Regions from separate parts of the Xenopus laevis genome. Here region 1 is linked to region 2. The links are chromatin contacts, called in public Hi-C maps. All regions are on one chromosome and are shown on one strand. The core of a region is the stretch at or near the end of the contact, and the rest is flanking DNA. Distances in the headings are between cores, read along the strand shown. Region 1 overlaps boc.S (brother of CDO). Region 2 has its middle 17 kb from the start of boc.S.

What was found. Hi-C and Micro-C count contacts between places; a contact is called where the count stands out from the background.
Region 1: a Hi-C map of the XTC cell line shows a contact between it and region 2, with 2.5 times the contacts expected there. The contact joins two enhancer-like sites. A contact is called at or near these places in 2 of 4 Hi-C or Micro-C datasets (the XL177 cell line and the XTC cell line).

Annotation. Positions count from the first base shown.
Region 1 is chr2S:28,554,375-28,558,857 of Xenopus_laevis_v10.1, reverse strand. It overlaps boc.S (brother of CDO), which reads right to left. Exons shown (of 19, transcript XM_018248999.2): 13 at 4,374-4,479; 14 at 4,056-4,178; 15 at 3,734-3,943; 16 at 3,124-3,326; 17 at 2,716-2,789; 18 at 2,341-2,528; 19 at 1,065-1,877. The coding sequence ends at 1,705. Among protein-coding and RNA genes, the nearest start is that of boc.S, 32 kb to the right of the region's middle. Within about 2 kb of position 1,812, at least 1 of the 7 cell types and tissues checked has an H3K27ac peak or open chromatin away from gene starts, as enhancers often do.
Region 2 is chr2S:28,505,200-28,509,914 of Xenopus_laevis_v10.1, reverse strand. No RefSeq gene overlaps it. Among protein-coding and RNA genes, the nearest start is that of boc.S, 17 kb to the left of the region's middle. Within about 2 kb of position 3,289, at least 1 of the 7 cell types and tissues checked has an H3K27ac peak or open chromatin away from gene starts, as enhancers often do.

The DNA.
Region 1 (4,483 bases), core at 563-3,062, 50 kb before region 2:
AACAGAGCATTCAGGGCTTGTGTTTGAATTCCCAGCTCAATACTCCCCAGATGCCGGCGCTGGAGCTCAGCCCAGTTTCAACAGCAGTAAAATAAAATGAAATAGAACTGGATGTATCTGCCAGAGAGACGAGAGCGGAAAATATGACATGGATTTATATATATATTTATATATATCTGCTCTGCAGAACTGCATCTCCTGCCTGACCCACTGACTCGGCGGAAAAGAAGGGGTTAACTCAGGATGGGGCTGTCTGTCTGTGCTTAGCAGATCCTGAGCGGCCGGGTTTATTATGAACTATACACCATTAAGAACAGAAGGAAGGTGCTTTTTAACCTGTTCCCCAAGCAACTTACTGGCAGCAACAGGGATACCCCAGAACCCTCCTTTCTACCCCACAAACCCCAGTTGTATTCTCTCTGCCTTCTTGATATCACAGCTTCCCACAAACCTATAGATGGGCATTAACCCTCACCCATGTGTCTGTCCCATGACAAATCCCAAACCTACAGCAGTTGCACAACTTGCACCCGTCCTCAGCACCCCCAACAAATGTCCTGTGTGTAACAAGGTAAGTAGAACTCTACTCACAATTCTTGCTGTGCCAAATAGGGCAGTGTAATAAAAGCTGCAAAGTTACCCCAGATCTAGTTAACCATAGCAACCAATCAGCCGACCAATTGATTGCTATGAGTTATTAGCAAGTAGCAAACCTCTTACCTTTTACTACATTAACTCCAAAGATTTTAAAAGGAAATAGCAAAGGACTGACTTCAGTTTTATTTTAAATTGCTGCTCTTTCCTTGCAGGCATTTTCTTACTCATCTTCCATTCTGCCCCCAGTCGCTGGGGTAGTAAATTCCTAGCAACCAAGTAGTTTTCCCTTTCCTTGTGAGAAGTGACATTGAAATATAAACTACTAAGAGAGCGGTCACATGTCGGACCAGTTTGGCAGCTCCCGCTGATGTAAACGGCACTAGTAGGTAGATGCACAGCCTAAGTCTCTGGGTGCAGGAAACACTTTGCCATCTTGTCAGTCCCAAGGAAAGTCAATGACTCTGGGGTTAAATAAACACAAATGTATTTATTACAAGTTGTCTCTTCAGGTTACACATATATGTCATTGCAGCCCGTATCTCATAATGTGTTTATGGCGAATATATTGTGCTGGAGTCTCAGCCAAACATGCACGTGTGCTAACATTCCATATGCAACTAGAACAGAAGCCGGAACAATTTGGATCCAAAAGATACGCAACGAGGCAGCCCATTCCTCCAGTCTCCTTCCTGTGACCCATTGCGCTAGAGCACCCCCTTCCAACCTGAGCTGCCGCCCCCGCTACATGCAATTACGCAAGAGACGCTCTTGTTCCGTTGCCGAGTCAATACTGAAGGATTGTTTAGTCCCTTTTTTGTTCCATATTTCTATATATATATTTCATGATAAAGAAAATAAACTTTATGTACAAGTGCATAAATATATAAATATTGCTGTCATAGAAAAATAAACTCCTTTAACGTGTTCCCTTTTTTAAACACAGGGTGGTCCAGGACCCTAAAACGTGACCGTGTTGCAAGAGTGTAACTGAGCATTGTCTATTAATCAGCTGCAGGAGGAGGTTTAGTAGTGTCCAAATAACAGAGATACTCAGTGCGGATATCTATTGCAACAAGACCATCCCCAGTCCTTTCAGCCAGTCTTTTATTAAGTAGCAGGTCCTTGTGTTGGAGTGTGAGGGTGAAAAGTGCTGCTCCTCCGACAGTCTGGATTCCCTTCTACATTACTGCTCCAAACTGGGTTTTGATGACATTCTCCATCTGACAGTGAGCAGGCTGGATCCTTTGTGCTCTCCACTGGGGGCAAGGGGAACATACAACCTGCAACAATAGATTCTGTTACCACAACAAAACACAGCACAATATAAGCTTTGTTACCATCAACCCTTCCATCCCACGTTATTCCTCTCTGGCTCTTTTATGCAAGAGGAGATTTCAGTAGCTTATGCAGCTGCCGCCTGACACTGAGGCTCCTTGATCAACAACTGATATTTCTAACAAACATTTTTCCGTAGAAGCTTTCTACAATGAAAGATGTTGAACCGGGTTGAGAAATGTCCCTCTTGGGCAGTGGTTACCAAATTTTGATGCTGGTCCCTCTGGGTGAGCGGGTTGAAGAAGCTGCTGTTGGCTCATTCAGAAGGCCAGTTAAGGTGAAATATTGGGTTAAAGTCAAATTGTTCTTTAAGATACACCAAAAAGGCCAGCTTAAGAGCTAGTTAGTAGCTTGTGGTACCAGCAGGTTTCCAATAGGCACATCACAGTGAGAACATTAACCTCATACCTTGGCACATACCTGGCTCTTTGGGCAGTGAGAGAATGGGACACTCCTTGTTGCTCTTTGCCAGAGAGTGCCCAACCAAGGTCTCATCCTGCAAGTGAAGCCCATCAGGAGGAAGTTCCTTCATGTCACATGTGTCATTCTCACAAGGCTGGTACACGGACATGCCCTCGCCGGGTGGGTGGCACAACCTACAATTGGGAAACATTATATCAGAAAGCTTGCTAGGTGCCTGTACCCAAGACATTACTCCTATCTAGGGGAAGTTTTCAGCAAATTTGGAGGGGCTGATAACTTGTAAATGAGTATAGTCTGTTTATTTAGAACATAAGGACAAGCAGGCAAAATGGGCAACCTCAAAAGCTCAGCAGGACTTACGGCCTAGGATTGTGACATTCTGTTAGGTCCTTGTGCCCAGAAACCATCTCTTCCAGTAAGCTGTTAGCTTCATCCTGTTTGGAGAAAAAAAAATGATAGCAAACTTAATAACAAAGCCTCATGCCTTTAATCTCAATAAAACAAGGAGTGGCCTGTCACCAATGTAAGCATAATAACATTGTAATTATTCTCAAAAGGTATGAGCAGAGGGGTGGAGCTAAAAACACATGACTTTCCAGGTTAAATATGCCGCACCCACAGGCAGCAACATGGCTGCACTCATAAGTAAAATAACAAATCAAATTTCTTTAAGGGAAGGCATTTTGACTTTGTGGCATCATCTAATGTTAGAAATGGTGGTCCTGCCCAACTGTGCTTCAACTCCAATAAGCATTGTGGATTGTGTACCTGATGCTCAGCCTCGGATTCATACTCTCTTGGCTTCAGCTCATTATGACTGGAGTTTACAGATGGGCAAGTGCCATTCACGACACCGCCATTAGCATAGGGGAAGTTGCTGATGGTAGAGACCCCTCTTAGAGGCACCATGGTGTACTGGCAAGAGGACGTCAGGATACCAGCGCTGGGGAATGCAATATCTGTTGTTTGTTCTGCAGAGAGAAATTGGAGTTAGGGAGCTTGAATTAAAGGACCAGTAACATCAAAAAAAAATGAAAAAAAAAAATGTTAGTATACATCGAAAAAAAAAAAAAAACAGCAAGACAAATTAAACTTTAAAATCGCAAAGTCTTTAAGAAACAACTTACCGAAATTCCACTTGCGCTCCTCTTCAGAATGTGATCGTCAATCCATCGCGCGGCACACGATTTCTCCTCCCTTCCTTCCTTATAGGAAATAGCCAGGGAGGAGAAATCGAGTGCCGCGCCATTGATTGTCGCTTTTTCTGCAGAGGAGCAGTAGCGGAGTTTCAGTAAGTTATTTCTTAAAGAATTTTAAAGATTTTTACTCTTCTCGATTCTGGTCTGAAGGCTGGATTCAACAGAGACTTGCTACTTACTCTGCTTAGACCAGGCTCTCCACAAACAGACAGGGATGAAAGCTACGATTATAAGAACAATGGAGCCAAGAACCCCGACGATCATGTACGGAACATCACTGGAACGAGCCACTGTAGCCGTCCCAACAGCACCTTTGCCATTGCTGTGAGGAGGTTGGGGAGAAGGTGCCATGGGTATCAGTGAGCGGCCAGGCTGAGAAGACTTCCGAGCTACAAGAAAGAAGACAAGAACAAGGTCATTATATTTCAGTCTGGCCTTTATTGGTGGATTTTGATTATGTAAAGTCGAGTTATCCATGAACTCCATCCCGGGGGGCCTCACCTTTAGTCTCACAGATCATAACATTGCTGTATTCGCTCTCTCCTCCCTCGTTAAAACACTGCATTTTAATGTCATAGGAGGTTTCGGGCTGCAGATGGCTGATAGAGTGCCAATAGCGATCCCCTAGAAGATGGAAAACCCATTTTAGAACTTCACTGAAGGCAGCGATTAGAAACTGGAGCAGCAGATAGTCCATCCTCTCCTAATGCTCAATCATTTAATATGGCATCTCACGCCCATATGTATAAATAACAACAGAGAGGTGGAATATCCTGGTCACTCAGCGCACCACCTTGGGGCAAAAAAAGGGGCTCTCACCTTCCACCACATCCTTCTTGTAGTCGCTGTCGTTGTCACTGTCGGTAGGTCGGTAATAGATGTAGAATCCGTGGATGGGTGTGTTGTTGTTGCTGGCTGGGGTGTACTGT
Region 2 (4,715 bases), core at 2,040-4,539:
GTCTGATGATTTTTTTGGTGCCAGGCCATGAAGCCCCCTTGCCATTTGGTGCTGGGCCTGAGCCAAGTTTAACCCTTGAGACTCTGTGTGGCATGGTGTATACACAAGCGCCAGTGTTAGCAGGTAATTTTCCACTTGGCACAAACAATACTGGGATACAATGGAATTCATTGCTCAGCTCCCGGCGTTAATTCAATCCATCTGGAGCAATGCACTTCAGGTGCCAAACTCCCTCCTAACGCAGACCCTATCTCCCCCCACAAACGGAGCATTGTGCCCAGAAAGTCAAGCTGCCCTCCCATGCAGAGCGCCAGCCATGCCAAGGCTGATTTGCTCAGTGAGCCGGCCAGCCATTCCGCACATGTAAGAGGATCATTGATCAGACCAGGACCCCCGGCCAAACCCCCCTCCCCCCCTTTCCTGGCACTGTAACTGGCAATAAGTGAAGGGATATTTATTGCGCAGCTCCCACTGACACACACTGAAATGTTTAGCCCATCCCTCTCCAGCCATAAAATATAAGAGTTGGCCCACTCTCTCCATAATAAAACAGTCCCTTCCTTCGCTCTGAGCCCCCCAGGCTCCATAAATCTCACTTTCCCAAGAATGAGCTAAACAGCTTTTCCCTGTTAGAGAATCACTGCTTTTTATATTCCCCTTCCTCCTCCTCCTCCTCCTCCTGCTGCTACTGCACTCTCCATGTTATTTAGGCCAAGGCAAAGTGAGATCCTTCAAAAGGCAGAGTATTGCTGAACTACAAGTCCCAGAGGCAGCCTTAAAGCGTGTTGCTATATTTAGCAATGCTAGTAACCAGGAATGAGATTGAGTGTAGGAATTTAGGCTGAGTAGGAGTTCCTGCCTCCAGATCTAAAACCTAATAGCCTAATGGTATCAGCGCCAACCTGTGGGAGATCACAGACACAGGAATGGGGCCCAGGAATGGGCCCCATTCATCTCCCCACACCAAAATAAATCTAGTAAATCAGCAGACTCCTAAGACGGCGTCAAGTTTCTGCTCTCGCTCAGGTTGTGAGTATCACTCATACCCCAGCTGGTACAACTGCACATCGACCATAAGCCTATTGTGCCCCCCAGAGCAGATATCAGCTGGGGCTGTCACATGATTCAATAGGGTTAGTCTGGCACCCACTTTTCTGTAGCACTCTCCCAGTACACCCCAAAGTCTTGCGTAGGAAACATATCCAAATCCACTCTGTAACACACTGTAAGCAAAGCCAGAGTCTCCACCACCTCAGCAGGTGGCAGTTCTGGGATATCTTTGACCATTTTCCTTGCCAAAAAAAACATAAAACCTGTAGGCTACAGCCAGAGTGGACTGATTCCTAGCCTGTGGATAAAGTCAGGCCAAGAATCAGCCCCCACTTTCTCTGTGTTTGTAAAAGGAGCCTCTGTGTCAGCCCGGGTACAGGCACACATTTATCTGCAGGCCAAGAATTTACCTTGTGTGGCCATAATCTTAATGCATGCCTACATGGGACCCCCAACTAAACTTCCTTTCCCTATGCCAGTGCTCCCCAAACACTGCAGCCAGAGAAATCCTTAATATTTTACTACTGCTCCTCTGCTATAAGTTCCACAAGGTCTGTATTGACTTCTGCCACTTGCCTACTTTGCCTTTGACCTTTCTTTCTCCAAAAATGTTCTTCTTTCCTCACATTATTTCCTAAAATTACCCTTATACAGTGCAACAAGTGTGCACTGCCCTCTGATCACTTCCTGTTGAATGGCCAATAATGATCTATACCTTCTCACCCTCTAGGCTACAGGTATTTCTCTTCGTCCAGTGTCAGACTGGCCCACCGGGATACCAGGAAAACTCCCGGTGGGCCAAGGTGTCAGGGAACCCTCATGCTGCTAAACTTTTTCCCTATTTCATGGCCATTCCCTATTTCTATAAGAACAAAGAGGCTAAATAGATAGAATAATTGATTATAGTATGTAAAGAAAACAGACTAGGAGAAGAGAAGTTGATTGAGGAGATGAAGAATAATAGTACTGAGAGTGGCCCCTGGTCTAAGGTTTTATGGTCGGCCCTGGTCTAAGGTTTTTGGGTGGGCTCCTGGTGTCCCAGTCTGACACTGCTTCCTTCCAACAAAGATCTCTTGATGTCCTCCTTTCTGATTACCAGACTCTGAGCTCCAGAAATCTTTTTTTGATGTCATTCCCTTGGGTCCATCTCTTTACAGTCCAACATCTCTAATGTGTCCTTGCTCCTCTTGAAGGATCTGGTTCTAAGCTCCAACAATGTACTTATGATGTCATCCTCTGCCTTTACCCTCCTACAACAATGTCCTTCCGAAGTCCTCCCTCAACTCCTTCTCTCCAGCCTCTTCATGCGTCAGTCTCAAAACTACAACAATCAGAATATGATGCCTTCTTATTCAATTGCCTCTACACTCCAAAAATGATCTACTCCCTGTTTAGTTCAACAATGAGTTTTCTACTCAAATTAACTTCACAACAAGAATCTCTCAATGGCTTCTCTCCAGTCCCACTCAGGGCTCCAGTAATGATCCCCTGATGTAACCTTCTTCGTTTTCTGTTAAGCTTCAAAAAAAATTTTTATACCCTCCTCTAGAAACACTCTCTACTATCCAACAATTACCCCCTTTCAAGTTCAGTTCTACCGTCACCTTCTTATTGTAGAAGAAATGTTAATAATGATTTAAGGGGTATTAGTTGTTGAGACCAGTATTTGAGGAGCCAATCAGATTCTCTGGCTAGAGTCAACATGGCTGCTCAGATATTCAGCTTCTGGGGGAGCAAGAGAATGTTTGTGGGTCTATGTGGCCCTCAGTAAGTTTTAGGAAAACTCTGTATCCTGGGGACTAATAGCTAATAACCTGCAGAGAGGTGTGAGAAAGAAGAGGACAGTCCCCGCTCTCCGGCCTCCAGTATTCTAAGGCCATTGATGTGACAGACGGCTCAAGATAATGGTGAGAAGGGGCCCGAGGCTCCATGCTGGGCTTGGGCAGCCCATTTGTACAGGTCCTTTATCAGGCCGGAGCTCAGGCATTTACCAGCTGACTGATAACCGTATAAAATCTCTTTCTGAATGGGAAACCCCCCCCCGCTCAGCCTCTGTCCTTCCCTCCCCGCTCATTCAGCCCTTAATTGATTATATGTGGCCCTGTGACAAGAAATGAAATAAAATTAAAGAAGGGGGTGTTGGAGAAAGTGGAGAAATGAGAAAGGGGGACCCCTCCTGCTGGGGTGTATAAATGAGCTCCATTATCTGGGCCTCTCTGTGGAACAGGGAAAGGCTTTAGAGCGAGGCGCAGTTCTCTGCACCCCCCCCCAACAGCACCACTTCCAACCGAGACCCCAATTATCCTAATTCTGCTTCCCACGTACATTTCCCTTTCTGCAAAATCCACCTGCTCCCCAAACCCCCAAAATCACAGCTTCACTATATATGGTGAACAAAGTACCCCCTATTGTAAAATATAAGGATATTATAAGTCCCTGAGGAGTTCCGTGACCATATATCCCTATAGGCAGAAAAAAGCTGCCCCTAGTGGCCATAGGCTCATTGTGCACAAGTAATCCATTACCATGAAACAGGGGCAGCCAATGAAACTCTTGGGGTGCACACAATATACTATATGCAGTATTGGGTAGGACAGCTATGTTACTATGTAAGTGATGGGGGTTGTAGTTCAACAGCACCTGTAGAGTTGGATGGCTTTTTATGAGGCTGGGACCCTTGGGGTCCCTGTTTGACAAACGCTTCAGGCAAACACACAAAGCAGGTTTGATACAAAAGGAAAGAAATGAGAAAATGTGTTTTTCTTTGGAAGGAGAGAAAGGGATATGCACAGGGATTATTTGCCCTTTATTAACTGGAAGTGTCTGAAAAGTCAATTAAAGTCCCACACAATGCGCTGAAAACAAAGAGGGTATTTTCTAGCCCCCCCCCGCCCCCCGGCACAGAGGACTGTGGGTAATGCTCTGCACACTAAGGGGCCCATTGCTTGCAATTAGTTACGGGATGTCACTGAGATTTATATGTGACAGCTCAGGTCTGGGCCCCGGCCGCAGGCTCAGTAGGAAACATTGGGCCCCGAGCTTCCCCTTTTCTTCCAAAGAAATAGCCCCCCCTTCCAAGCACCCCCAGCCCCCATTCCCCTCGCTCTCTGCTGTGGGCCCCATTGTGCTGCAGCCCTGAGAAAGCCAAGCTGCCTTTACTCATATGCTAATCAGGCCCATCACTCTCCTTCTTCTTCATCTGTCAGTGCCCACAGTAACCTGCCATTGCCCAGAGGGGCCCCACAGCCCCTTGTGTATCACAGATAGGGACCGTCCAATCAGAACTGTGCATTTAGGTGGCACTGTCCTGGGCCCTACACATGGGAGGGCCCTGCCACCCTGGGGACTGCAGACATAGTAGGGCAAGATGGTGATAGTGGGGCAAGATTTAAGGTGATGAAGTGGGCGGTCGCCCCATTGGCTCTACAGTTTTCTCTGATTATATTAACATTCCTTGACTGGCTCTGGGTATAATTAGAGTAAAATAAAATCATCTTAAAGGGGTGTTTTACTTTTCATATGTTACAGAATGACCAATTCTAAGCAACTTTTCAATTGGTCTTCATTATTTATTTTTTATAGTTTTTTTTTAATTATTTGCCTTTTTCGTCTGACTCTTTCCAGCTTTAAAAATGGGGGTCAGTGACCCCATCTAAACACAAATG